Linked DNA regions of Zea mays: regions 2, 3 and 4 are each linked to region 1. The links are chromatin contacts, called in public Hi-C maps. All regions are on one chromosome and are shown on one strand. Each heading gives the region's core, a stretch centred on a gene start, on an enhancer-like site or on the middle of the called end of the contact. The rest is flanking DNA. Distances are from core to core; before and after follow the strand shown. Region 1 holds the start of LOC100191496. Region 2 holds the start of LOC100277929. Region 3 holds the start of LOC100384054. Region 4 holds the start of LOC103627226.

Region 1 (3,207 bases), core at 665-3,164:
CGGGGAAGGACGCGGAGGATGGCAATGACTGGACCTTGAAGGCGAAGCTGATCGCCGTAGCGGTGCTGGGGGCCACGGCGCTCGGGGTGTTCCTGCACTCCTACTTCCGCCACGCGGCTGCGCAAGGCGGAGGAGGGCTCGTCAGCATGTGCGAGGAGCGCGCGCGCATGCTGCAGGACCAGTTCGCCGTCTCCGTCAACCACGTCCACGCCCTCGCCACCCTCGTCGCCACCTTCCACTACGAGAAGCACCCGCCCGCGCTGGACCACATCCACCTGTGCGCAGCTGCACGACACCTTCATAGCGCGGGGGGCCAGAGCTGGAGGGAGTAAGTTGGATGCCTGGAAGGAGCGCCCGAACGTGTACCCTGCCGCACGTCATTATTGTCATGGTTGCTGCAGTGCGAGTGGAGGGGCCGTGTGGGCCGTGAGGAGAAGGACGGGCCGGGGCAGAGATCTAGGTCGAGGAGACCTAGTTGCGCGTGGGCTGCGTAGGGGATGTGGCGTGGGCGGTGTGCCCCCGGGATCGGCGTGGCGGCGCTGGCCCTGCTCGCCGTCGCGGCTGCCGCAGGAGCCGCCACGGGGGATCCCGATCCCGACGACCTCGAGCGCGCGTAAGTGTCTCTGCTCTGCGACGCCGACGGAAGCAAGGGAGGCCCTGGATGCCTGGACTTCGACTTCTCGTCTCGCTATTCGTAACCCTCGGTCGCTGCGATGTCGTCTGCGCATGAGCACTTCTGCAATAGACAGATCTGCCACCCAAAGTTCTGAGGCTGTCTCTAGCAACGTTCTCTATATCTATCCTCTATATCCGTCCTTTACAGTTTCTTTTAAAAAATTTCATTCTCTATATCTCCTTCCTCTCCAACAACGTCCTCTAAATCACGTCCTCTATACTCAAATATCTATATTAGAGACATTTTTTATTTTTTATATATACGTATTTGTCATACTCTCAAATATATTGTACATATTTCAGTTTTGCTAAATCGGTTATTTAAAGTATTCAAATGGATAGAGGACCGTTTAGAGAAACTCTATATATAGAAAATCCAACAACGTCCTCTAAATTTAGAGAACCGTTTAGAGGACGCTGCTGGAGGACATAGAGGACCATTTGATCCTCTATATTTAGGATACAGAACCCTTTAGGGTGCCTTGCTGGAGCTAGCCGGCTGTCTCCAGCAACGTCCTCTATATTCATCCTCTATATCTGTCCTTTACAGTCTCCTCTAAAAGATTTTATCCTCTATATCTACTTCCTCTCCAACAACATCCTCTAAATCACGTCCTCTATACTCAAATATCTATATTATAGACATTTTTTATTTTTATTTTTTATACATACGTATTTGTCATACTCTCAAATATATTATACATATTTTAGTTTTGCTAAATCGGTTATTTAAAGTATTCAAATAGATAGAGGACTGTTTAGAGAAACTCTATATGTAGAGAATCCAGCAACGTCCTCTAAATTTAGAGAACCGTTTAGAGAACGCTGCTAGAGAGCGTAGAGGACCGTTTGATCATTTATATTTAGGGTAGAGGACCCTTTAGAGGGTCTTGTTGGAGCTCTCTGCTCACGTCGCAGCGGGGGAGGCAGTTGCAGCTTTCGTGGGGGAAGATGAGGCGTGCGCAGAGGGAGAGGCGGGGGCATAGAAAATGGTCTACACTATTGCCTTAATAGTTAGTGGAGATAATGATTTTTATGTGAAGCGTGTTTTTATAATGTCATTTGAACGAATTAAGATTCATAATGACATGAATCCAAATTTTCTCCTCGTGGGACGGTGGAAATATCGAACCATCACATAAAGGCCCCACTCGTCAGCGTGGAGCGTGGCTATATGGACCCACATGGCATTCGGCTACACGCATTCGCTAGGTGGGCCTCACAACAGAGCACACAGGCTGGTTCGAGACCCCGGGCACGTTTCTACAAATCCTAAGAAAACTCCAAAAAAGACAAAATAACCCAGAAATAAAAATCGCCGTGGAGGCGAGTCGCCGCCGGCACCGCCCGGCACGGCCTTCTTCTCCGGCGAAGGCGGAGCTCGTTACGGGGATTCCACATCCGTTAATCGGTCCCACCGGATCCCTCGCCGCCTCCCACGGGCCGGGCCGCGCCGTGGCGCGCGCGCAGGCCGAGATGCGGAAGAGGATGGAGAGCGACGACGATCTGATCGAGGAGGCAAAACTGCGCACCGTCTGGTGGGCGCTCTGCATCTTCGCCGTCTCCTACTTCCTCACGCGTGAGCACGTCCCCCTCTGTCCCTCTGCTTCCGTGCCTCATTTGCGACCGAATTGGTTTTGCGGGTCGTGTGGGCCGCGAGAAGGACGGGTCGGGGCAGAGATCTGGGTCGAGGAGAACTGGTTGCGCGTGGGCTGAGCAGGGGATGTGGCGTGGGCGGTGTGCCCCGGGGATCGGCGTGGCGGCGCTGGCCCTGCTCGCCGTCGCGGCTGCCGCAGGAGCCGCCGCGGGGATCCCGATCCCGACGACCTCGAGCGCCCGTAAGTGTCTCCGCTCTGTGACGCCGACGGAAGCAAGGGAGGCCCTGGATGCCTGGACTTCGACTTCTCGTCTCGCTACTCGTAACCCTCGGTCGCTGCGATGTCGTCTGCGCGTGAGCACAGATCTGCCACCCAAAGTTCTGACCCTCCCTGCCCACGTCGCAGCGGGGGAGCCAGTTGCAGCTTTCGCGGGGGAGATGGGGCTTGCGCAAACCGGGAGGCGGGGGCATAGAAAATGGTCTACACTGTTGTCTTAATAGTTAGTAGAGATTATATGATGTGAATACAAAATATTGTTGCGAAGATCCACCTCGGAGACGGAGACGAAATGCTCACCGAGTCACTGTCCATGGGAGCAGACAGCAGAGGCGGGTTCTCATCGGAACGATCGAACACGACGAGCCACTAGCGAGAGCGATGCATGCACCTGACGGTCCTTTGATGGTGGGCACTCCCACTTGCCCATACCGACGGTCGAGTCCTCGTCGTGCCGTGTCTACCTGCCGCATCGGACCCGAGTGCGGAGTGCAGTACTGCAGTGTCAGAGACAGAGTGCTGCCCCCCTTCTCTTTCCTCTCGACTTGCTCCGAGGATCCCAAGCACGCCGCCCGCGGCGGCCGCGTGCCGTGTGCCGTGCGCGCTGCACCCGGCACTGGCAGACACCCGCTCTTCGACGCGACTCCCCAGTCCCCAC
Region 2 (3,676 bases), core at 589-3,088, 190 kb before region 1:
GGTGTATAAGGTATGCATCTATCTTGCATTCCCTATGCTCAAAGTGCATTTCTTTTCTTGATAAATGAGTTAGATATACGTACTATCATGCTGCAATTTATCAAGTGTCATTATTGATCTCTTTCTACGGTGAAGCTAGGAGCAGCTAAGCTGTTGGTGTCAGCAATTCATGTTGTAGTTAATTTAATTTGCTTGAAAACGTAGGACGCTAGATTTGGATTTTTCCAATTTTTAGGCTGCACGAGCAGGTAAAAGGTAGCAAAATACTAGGGCGCCATGTTTACATGTATAAAAAAAACAAAACAAAAAAGAACTAGGAGTTCCTGTGACGGATAGCCGCATGCTCGTTCTCTTGGCGTCTCTGATATTGGAGCACATCCGTTGTTCGAAAACTAGCCGGAGAAGTTTCTCAAAATCCCACTAGCGGAGGTGCTGACAGCATTTGCTATTTGTACCAGGTGGTCTTGGACTCCGACGCTGGACTATTTGGTGGATTTAGCAGGATCCATCACGCAGCCGAGCACTTCACCGCCGTAAGTTTTGTGGCACGTGATACTGCTCTAGGTACGCAGATGTCAACTTGTTCCTGACAGAGGTGAACTAACTTCTGTTATGGCCATTACTTGCAGGACTGTTCGCATGATAATAGGCCATATTCATTCTCGGTTTATACACCAAGCAGAACATGTGTCGTCTATGCTCCAGTGGAGTGATAGCGGGGTACTCGTTGCTGCGCGGCATGTGTGGGGCTGTCGATGTGAGGAAAAACCTTCTTCCAAAACCGGCAGATGCATGCATGCATGCTACAATAAGGTTCTGATACTTTAATCGATGCTGGAAAGCCCATGCATCTCGCTGCGTTGTCCTCTCTATATATTTAAGACCTTCAAGGTGTCAATTAAACATAGAGTTTTCGTTTTTCGCTTTCCTAATGCTTGATGGCTGATTGTTTGCACTTGTTTCATTCCGTTGGGCACTGATGGTCTTAGAGTTAGACAATCGGCTGCAGCGCATAGGTTTCAAGCTGGGGGGTTGCATGTCCGACTACAGAGCAGCCAGCAATGTGGCCCCTGCTGCCTGCTCTGCTTACTTTTAAATGCCACCCCTCCCGATTACCGACTCACTCAGATTCAGACACGCAAAGCACTACCTTTCCAGTGTCCCTGAAGACACTACTCCCCCGTCCCAGCTTGCCGTTGCAGGTATACCTCGGCTTGCCTGCCTTAGATGTTAATCCTACAACGATAGACATGGATACGGGGTTTTACTAATGCTTGGATGCATGCATTATCGTATCCTCGCCTCGGAGACGATCACGCGTGCATTTGGTCACACCAACTGGTGACAGGGAATGTACACTGAGATTGCTCAAGAGTTACTCCTACTCGACTTGTTGGATCTCACCTAACGCTTTTCAAGTTTTTATGATACTTCGCTGTTGGTCTTGGCCTTGGGCCAGTCCGGAGCCGCTCTCCTGCTCACATCACATGTACGTGGAATGATGTTGTCTCGGGTCATGGCATACAGCTTGGTTGGTTTTATTTCCTCCATCGATGCCCAGGAAGCTTGTGCTATCATTACCATAAGCAGCTAATAGTATGAGTTGATGAGTGACAAGTGACACCTGCACTAAGATACATATAACATCAATCAAAACAATATAACAATTCATACAGATCACCGGTGCTTGCTTAAAGGTTCAGGCTTCGAGTAGCTAGGACACTAGCTAGTACTGGGCTCTCGATCGTTTGCAAAACAATACAACAGTAAAAGGGAGAGCGAGCACATGGAAGCTGGAGGAATAAATAGATGGACGGTTGTTAGATGCAGGCTACTCCTACTACCAATTTCTTTACACGGCTTAGGGCGCAAGAGGCCTCTCCTGCTCTACACACTGCCCTAGCTTAGCTAGCCGTTTGGAGGGCAGTGTTGGCAGCTAGCAGCGACGACAGATGGAGTGCAGCGGCAAGGAGGAGCAGCAGATGCAGATCGTGTGCGTGCGCAGCGCGTCGACGGGCGGCGGCGAGGAGGTGGGGGAGTGGGCGGAGCAGTCGTCGCGGTCGGCGCTGTCGCTGTTCAAGGAGAAGGAGGAGGAGATCGAGCGCAAGAAGGTGGAGGTGCGGGACAAGGTGTTCTCCATGCTGGGCCGGGTGGAGGAGGAGACCAAACGACTGGCCTTCATCCGCCAGGAGCTGGAGCTCATGGCCGACCCCACGCGCCGGGAGGTCGACGCCATCCGCAAGCGCATCGACAAGGTCAACAGGCAGCTCAAGCCGCTCGGCAAGACGTGCCTCAAAAAGGTACGTCACTACAAGACACTGGAACACAACACGAGTGTTTCTCCATTCGGGTTTTTCACTTCGACCGAATGGCTATAGAACGAAGTCAAGCAGGTAGCAACACGTACTGCTTGCTGATCGTGTGTTTGTCTCCGAACATGTGCGTGTGCAGGAGAAGGAGTACAAGATGTGCCTCGAGGCCTACAACGAGAAGAACAACGAGAAAGCCACGCTGGTCAATAGGCTGTTGGAGGTCAGTTCAATTCTTTTGCAATCCGCGCGCGCTATAGCTAGCTTTTGTTTTGAGAACCGTCTCGGTAGGCATATTTTGTTCTGCTGCGGAAAATAAAAAGGATTAAGGCTGTTTTAGAACCAATAATAATTCCTGTGAAATTCATATACCAATCCGATGGATGGAATTGGTTGGGCCATTTCCATATTATTACTGTACTACTAGGCCCAACTGACTTGGTCCTCTATTTTTTCCCTAATAAGAACGTGTCTGTTGACACATGTTTCACTCAGAGGTTGGTCATCTAAAACAATAAAATAATAACGTGTTCTTTCTGGCAGCTCGTAAGCGAGAGCGAGAGGCTGCGGATGAAGAAGCTGGAGGAGCTCAACAAGACGATAGAATCCCTCTACTAGATCTGATCTCATGGAAGAAGAGGATGACGATGGTGGTAAGGTAGTCGTGGTATTCCGGCCCATAAGAGAAATCGAACTAGCAATGACTGAAGCTCAACGTGCAATTTTTTTTCCTGCGACGTACTTGATGATTGGATTTGTGTATTTGTACACATGATTTGTAACCGATGGTTCACTATCCTTGGCTTGTAATCGTTGCTCTGCGGCACCATTGGTCCTAAACGTATTTGAAATACCAATATCAGAATCAGATACCAAATGGTTCTTAGATTTATCGTTATGTAAATAGAACTACGAGCTCACTTTATCATATCTGTAGGTGCTATGTGTCAATTGCCAGTTAATTTTTAAACTAAAACACGATAAAAAAAAGAACGGAGAAAATACTATATAATTATGGTTGAGACGCTCAAGGATAAAAGACTTGATTTTATAATGTTACTTGCCAAATCTGTGAATTGATGGTGCCAATGAGCAAATTCCGCATTGAACCATATCTTTATGCAAAATTATTACCTATAAAAATTTAAATGCATGCGTGCATTTCACTTGTTGTGCCGTGTCATCTGCTCTGACGGTGTGTGTAACAGTTTAAGCACATGGTTTGCCGGGCAGGTCGGCCACAGTCTGCTATTACCGATTGACAAAAAGGAGAAAATAATAAATAAAGCAGAGCAGGTCGGTCACAATGTGCCGCGGACGACACTGCGACCTGCCGCAAGGAGCGAGAAAACCGACACGACACGGCA
Region 3 (3,450 bases), core at 127-2,626, 130 kb before region 1:
TATTCACTATTACTAAAGCCCGGACCTGGAAACACTATTGATTTTCTACAGTAATAATTGGCATGCAGGTACTTCAAGGTGGCATCAGTGGCTAGACTGCTGTTTTTCTTTCCTGCACTAAGCTGGTGATTTGATCTCCTAACCTAACACACTTGCGATATACTTCTCTGAACTTTCAGGGGCAGTGAGATTGAGGAGGTTTCATACCTGGAGAGCACTGCAAATGGTGTTGAGCTCAGAGGTGAAGTTTATCTTCTGCCTTATCATGATCAGCTCGATGACGCCCAGGCAGTTGTAGCTTCCCTTCTCGAACACTGGCAGACCCATGGTGCCATGGACATCGAGGTATTGTGCATCCCTTACCCTGGGATACTCGTAGCTGGTGAAGTACCTGATGTCCGGCGACCACTCGGGGAGCCTGCCGATAAAGACCCTCCCTGACAGCCCCGGCGAATCCCCCGACTTAACATTGGCCGAGAACTGGTACTTGGTGGACACCTCCCTGAACCGGAGGAGGCTGTCGGAGCGGTGGTCGAGCGTGAACGGTTGCTCGCTTGTGGTCAGCACCAGTTTCCCGTCATCGTGGTTGACCGGCACCCAGAGCTGCACGAGGACGTCGCCGTCGCTCTGCGTATCTCGGATGTAGGACAGGGCCTGGCTGAACTGCTCCTCCACGGAGGAGGGGCTCGCGCCACCCGTCTGAATTCACCAGCTGGCGTTCGCGGCCGGCGCTGCCGTCGCCGTCGTCGTCACTGTGGTGGCTGTCACGTCAGCCGAGAAGAAGGCTGAGAGTGGAGGAAACGCTACCGAGTTGGGCGAGCGTGAGACCACCTCGAGCCAGCCGTTGTCGTCAGACAGTAGCTGCTCAAGGAGATCCAAGTCGACGCCCCCCGCGCCTTCGGACGTGGTGCGTGCGGAGATGCTCGGAAGCTGCGGGTCGCCTCCCTCTTCCATGCAGATGCAGGTAACTCTCCCTTCAAAACCTGCTTACACAGTTCATCACGAACGCACTGCATCAGTCATCAGTAGTAGCGATGATCTTGGTAACGATAACAACAACACTTGGGCATGCAATGCCAGAGTGCTTCACTTCTGTTCTGCTGGTCCATGCACATCTTGTGCTAGGAAACCATGGGGACATGGGAATCCTTGGGAGATTTTTGTGCTGGGCATGCGTGCCTTCGGATTGTAGGGTGTGGGTGGTAAGCAAGATCACATCATTTTCAATGGAAAGCAAGCAGCGAAAGAGATTGGTAGTAAGAGAGTAGCAAGCAGCTCACTGTTAATCACACGCCTGGCGCCTCCCTTCTTGTCATAAAAAGGGCTCCCGTTCTCCTCTCTTCCTCCTGTGGATTGGCTAGGTAGCACGGTTCTGCTCAGCTCAACTCACCGCCGGAAAAGGCTCAGTGCTCCACCCGAGCATCTAATGGATCCTGCTGCCGCTGTGAGACGAAAGGACAACAAGAAAGTTGCTTGGCCTGGCTTCGCTTGGTTTTGCCCTTCATTTTTTGGTGTTGTCGTAACAACAAAAACTGTGGGGGCCACCATGGCAATTTTGTTTTTCTTTAGTTGTTAGAATCTTTCCCTCTCACCGAGGGCCCAGTGCGCCACGCAGGAATCCAACCATACGTCCATACCCGCTTCCATATATAAAGTCAATTTGCAAGGGTGATTATGCAGCTTCAGAAGGATTCCTTGGTAAGAAATTCTCTCTTGCACAATACCACAGGTGGTTTCTGAGATTTTAAAAAATGGTGGTTGACCAGGTCGTGGGATCAAATCAGTCTCTTTGCGTTTGCGGGGGAAGATTTTTCTTGGTTTATCTTTTTGCTAGACTCAACTCATGTGAATGGCAGCCATCGTAGCTTTGTAATAAAACTCATATACCACACTTGCTTATTTTTGTTAAAAAAAACTGCACTTGCTTATGTAGGAAAAGAAGCTTTCTAAGGACAACGTGAAAGATTTATCAGCTGATCTACAAGTGAGGATGAATTTTCTATTTTTTTTCTTCCTGTAGTTGCACATAGGTCCTCAAGGATATGCTTATATCTCTTGGAAAGCTTTTTACTGTTAGATGCAGTGGGAGCTAACTTTCTCGTACAAATTCTGCAGAAAGTCATAGATGACTACATGAAAAAGATCGAATCCATCCAGAAGCAGAAGGAACAAGTACTTTTTTGATCTATTTGTTGACTTTTTGTCTAACAAGACGTAGTGTTTGCTGGTTATACGCTATAACCTGAAGCGAGGTAATAGGCACATATCGAACTGAGCTTCTGAATAAAAATAACTATGCTTGATGCTAGAACAAGAACTCGCAGTATTCTTGGGTTAACCATTAAAGAGCCCTCAGAAAGTGAATCAGAACTGCCTGGATTCTTTTCAGGAACTGATGAAAATTTAGACCTCAAGCTGACTGTATGGCTGGTGAGGAATAATCGCCTCCGTGAAGCATGGACCCCTGCATATGTTGGTGAATTCACAATGTAGTGATGTGATGTTTTCTGAAGCAATTTGTTTGGTTCATGGTTTTGGCGTCTCGGCGCTACGCCAGGGATGCACGTTTTGAATCAGGCGCTTTGCTGGAACTTTTGGGTGCACACAAGTTGAGACAATGCTGCTGTTGTGTGTGTGTGTGTTTTGAGATTAAGACAACGCTGCTGTGTTTTTTCTTTGAGATTAAGACAATGCTGTTGCGTATGTTCTTCTCGTTTTCTGTAATGTTCGTAAATAGTCTCGTCTTCGCCGTGTTGTCTGACTGCTACATTGTCAATGTTTCTAAACATACATCTCTGAATCAAATGTCTGGATTGGTTCTGCCTACTCTGTTGCGTCTGTTGTCAGAACTCAGCTGAGGCTCAAAGCGAGGACTCGATCCAACCCAAGCGAGGTACACTCGTCGAGCCTCGTAATATACACCATCTTTTAGTCTTAGGCAATAATCTATGCATATATTATGGATTAAAAAAAACGCTTGCGTGCTATCCATTGCATGTTGCAGGCCTGCAAGAGCGGTTGTCTTGGCGTTGCTTTCTTTCACAATGCATGGGTCTCTGCCTGCTTGGAAATTGGAATCGGTCAACATGCATGAGTACATTGCTTGCTTGTAATCTACGAGAGGCGTAGGCCAACGCCTTGATGTTGCTATCGGTATCAACAGCCTAATAAAGTAATAATGACAGCACTTCAGGAGCAAACGAGGGACAAAATATAGATCAGGGAGTTAACTTACTAATGTCCTGCTCTAGATTATATAATAATACAACTTAAATAAGTTGAGAGGTAAACCAATAATACAAATTATTAGGTGGGTTATATAGTCTAAATACCTAGATAACCATAATTCATAAACAGATCAATAGGTGTTTATCTCTAACTCTACTACTTATTAAGGCTGCAAGAGTAGTCTGTCATTCCGTGTTCTGTCACCATTCCTGTTCTGTCATT
Region 4 (3,551 bases), core at 576-3,075, 170 kb after region 1:
AAAACCCGAACCCGAACCCGAATTGACCGAATTATTGGTCTATTCGGGTTTTCGGGTTCGGTTCCTATATATGCTATATTTCTGGTTATGGGTTCGGGTTCGGTTCCTAACCTTTAAAACCCAAATAGACCGAATAACCCGAAATAGAAAAAAGCTCTTAATATATGATGATATTATTATATGATTTATGAGTTTATTAGCTAAAAATTATGATATCATCTTAACGATAGTATATATATATCATTATGTTATTTTTTATAGTCACTTGTTGTAAAAATAGTACTTCCAATTAATTATTATTTGTATATATTTTAACAAAAGATAATGGTTTCTCTACTATTTGAGTCTATTCGGTGGACCGAATAAACCGAACCGAAATTGTGGGTCTATTCGGATTCGGTTCCTAAAATTATTTTAGAAATTTCGGTTTTCATGTTTCATAACCCGAAATTTCAAAACCCCGAATAGACCGAATCGAATTACCCTAAGGTCCCGTTTGTTTCCTTTCATTTTGAGGAATTGAAATCTTACTAATGGAATGGGCTATTTTTTTAGAATGTGACATTCCACCACTTTCCAAAGTTATCATATAAACCTATCTCAAATTCATGTGGTGAGAAATGAAAATAGATTCTATATATTTACATACTATTTTTCCGATGTACAACTTATAACACACTCTTCTACTTGCTTCGCTATAACATAAATGTAGTATATAACTATCTCTCTCATATGATTTAGGATAATATACAAATATATTACATTTGTAAATATATGAATTTAATTAGTTTTGTCTAACTTATAATTATTAAAATGGAATTGAATTCCAACGAAACAAACGGGACCTAATAGACCGAATACCCAGCCCTAATCACAGCTACCCACATATACCGGTTCAGGTTGTCCACCCGCAGCAGGAAGTACTTATTTCCTCCTACTTTAGGGCCTGTTTGTTTACCCCCCAGATTATATAATCTGGATTAAATAATCCTAAGAGGCAAACAAACAGTCTAGCTTATTTGCCCAGATTATATAATCTAACCCCTTGGATTATGATAATCCATAAGCAAGTGAGGAGGTGCTTATTTCAGATTATTTTTTCCCACTTCCCCACTACCCTTTCAAGTTTCCTAGAAATTACCCACCATTGCCATTATAATCTACCGAATCGTTTTTGCGCCTATCGGATCGGAGAAGCCCGCCGCCCAACAGAAACACACCAGATAATCTGGGTAAACAAACATGACTACTCAGATTATATAATCCAGATTATATAATCCAGATTATATAATCTTCCAAAAATAATCCAGATTATATAATCCATTGGGGGTAAACAAACAGGCCCTTAGTCGCCATAATTGGACATACAAATCACCATGTACCAATGTCAATTATTAGGACTTGTCTCGAACATTTTTGACAGCATAGCTCCAATGTCAATTATTAGGACCTTTACAACCCCTATCATAGCGTGTACTTGACCAAAAAAACGAATAAACTCACGTAACACATAAGAACACAATCTTGCTCTAGTACTGTAAAGCTTGACAACATTTCAAGGTATGTTTCTTTGCTTAAAAAGTAAATTACAGTCATATAACCAAATTTTACTAAATCCGTTCTCGAATATTGTTGGTCCGCTAATTTATTTTTAAACTAAACCACGATAAATAAAAAAACAGAGGAAATAAAAGCTAATTTTCTAATGTGAGTAATATAACAAACTAAGTAACAAACTTAACATCTAAGGCTAAATGTGTAAAGACTAATTTGTTAATCTGAGTACCATACGAAAGTAAACAACAAATTAGTATTTACATATTAATTCTAGTACATTAAAACACTCCCTAAGCTTAACGCTCCAAGTTTATTTTTCAACCGTCCATGACCGCCATGTCGGACTCGGACTACGGAGCAACCGGCTATATGAATCAGCAACCGCCGGTGCGGCACGCCTCACACCTGTCACCGCACCAGTCGAAAGCTCTCCTGCGAAGAATCTAAAACCAAATCGGCGAGCCCCCAGTGGCGCCCACCGAATGAGCGGGCGCTTGTGCATATATGAGCTCTCGCTCCGGCAAATCTTCCTCTTCTTGTCTTGTCCAGTGAGGTGAAGCTTGTAAAATCGGACGTGAGCTACTGCTGCCCTGTCGTTATTCTGCTCAAAGATGCCTCCTCACGCGCCGCCGGCTGATCAAAAGGCCTGGCCGAGGCAGAGACACGCGGAGAAGGCGGCGGGGGCGCCGGCACCGCGGGAGCCGCTCGTGCAGCGGCGGGCGTCGTTCCACGCGCGCTGCACGCCTGAGAAGGAGCAGCAGCGAGACCACCTGATGAGACAGAAGCCCCGGACGCATCCGGACCTGCTGGCCGGCGTCAGGGAGCGGGGCTTCCGGCGAGCGGGCGTCCACGGCGGCAACGCTACTGCCGCCGCCGTCCCGTGGGGCAGGAGGGCGGCGCCGAGCAAGGCGCTGGTGACCGTCGCCGTGCATCGGAGCATGTGGCCGCTGCACGTGATGGCGAGGGCCGAGTGGCGCGTCGCGGACCTGGTCGCGGCCGCGGTGGAGCTCTACGTCAAGGAAGGACGGCGGCCGCCGCTGCCGTCCGCCGACCCCTCGGCGTTCGGGCTCCATTACTCCCAGTTCAGCTTGGAAAGTACGTGACGCTGACGCCGACGCCTCATTACTCTCCATTACTCTCTATTGACGCCGCTGTTTTCTAAACAAACAGGCTTGGACCCCGGGGAGAAGATCATGGAGCTTGGGAGCAGGAGCTTCTTCCTCTACCGCAGCAGTAGTTGCGGCTCGCTCTACGCGTCCAGCTAGCAACTGAAGCCGGCAAGGCCACGCCCACCTCTGCCGACAGGCCAAACATGCTACCACCAATCCACCATGGTAGCTTTGTAGAATACACTACTTGTCTTACGACCTCCGATCCCTCTCTAGATTCATAGATTGTGCATACATTTGTACTTGACCACCTTGCCAAATTTATTGAATTAATGATCGAGCAGGTAGATGCCTTGGTATTCCTGCATCCTTTTTTCCAAAATTCAAAACAGGTATTTCAATTTAAGTTGATGCATTATTCGATTGATCCCAGTCGGCCAGTTGGGATAGCCTCTTGCACCTGTATGTATGGGCGTTGCAAACCAATAAGCGGGAGAACGATTGAAGTTGTATAGATTATCTTCGTAGGAGCGAACGTCATCTTCCAATTTTCTTTCGGTTGCTGTCTCACTCATTGAGACGTCTCGGACTCTGGCGGCCACTAACCATGCTCATATATTACATATACACAGTTTAGAAGGAAAAAAAAGGAATTTTTGTTCAACCGGTTGCCGACTCAAAGTCTGTTCATGATATACAAAACATGCGTACAACAACAGGTAAACGCCCAAAGATGGAAGATGTTTGGGCGGTGGTGCAATGCAATTTCCTATCGTACCGTCGTTTCACATTCCAACTCCTGGCTTCGAGAAAAAAAGAACGCCGGCCATCTTGTCTCAGCCATGGATGCGATGCGATGTGCGTGCAAGCATGCCGGCCATCAGA

Evidence for each region. Hi-C and Micro-C count contacts between places; a contact is called where the count stands out from the background.
Region 2: a contact with region 1 is called in a Hi-C map of leaf, with 3 times the contacts expected there. The contact joins the promoter of LOC100277929 here to the promoter of LOC100191496 in region 1. A contact is called at or near these places in 3 of 25 Hi-C or Micro-C datasets (leaf and root tip).
Region 3: a Hi-C map of leaf shows a contact between it and region 1, with 5 times the contacts expected there. The contact joins the promoter of LOC100384054 here to the promoter of LOC100191496 in region 1. A contact is called at or near these places in 9 of 25 Hi-C or Micro-C datasets (bundle sheath, ear, endosperm and 2 more) and 1 of 3 datasets of contacts at active chromatin or transcription factors (leaf).
Region 4: a Hi-C map of endosperm shows a contact between it and region 1, with 2.2 times the contacts expected there. The contact joins the promoter of LOC103627226 here to the promoter of LOC100191496 in region 1. A contact is called at or near these places in 2 of 25 Hi-C or Micro-C datasets (endosperm and leaf).

What each region holds. Positions count from the first base shown.
Region 1 is chr5:171,560,509-171,563,715 of Zm-B73-REFERENCE-NAM-5.0, reverse strand. LOC100191496 reads left to right here and starts at 1,914. Exons shown (of 16, transcript NM_001365492.1): 1 at 1,914-3,207.
Region 2 is chr5:171,750,112-171,753,787 of Zm-B73-REFERENCE-NAM-5.0, reverse strand. It overlaps LOC100277929, which reads left to right and starts at 1,838. Exons shown (of 3, transcript NM_001371688.1): 1 at 1,838-2,300; 2 at 2,452-2,532; 3 at 2,853-3,088. The coding sequence starts at 1,953. The coding sequence ends at 2,927. LOC542238 (amylose extender 1) reads left to right here. Exons shown (of 22, transcript NM_001426901.1): 20 at 1-10; 21 at 459-533; 22 at 630-964. The coding sequence ends at 713.
Region 3 is chr5:171,693,329-171,696,778 of Zm-B73-REFERENCE-NAM-5.0, reverse strand. LOC100384054 reads right to left here and starts at 1,376. Exons shown (of 7, transcript NM_001368217.1): 1 at 1,281-1,376; 2 at 208-983. LOC103627227 (a long non-coding RNA gene) reads left to right here and starts at 880. Exons shown (of 4, transcript XR_002262430.1): 1 at 880-964; 2 at 1,934-1,984; 3 at 2,116-2,252; 4 at 2,390-2,684. It also overlaps the pseudogene LOC109939965.
Region 4 is chr5:171,387,087-171,390,637 of Zm-B73-REFERENCE-NAM-5.0, reverse strand. It overlaps LOC103627226, which reads left to right and starts at 1,825. Exons shown (of 2, transcript XM_008647517.4): 1 at 1,825-2,652; 2 at 2,728-3,055. The coding sequence starts at 2,169. The coding sequence ends at 2,822.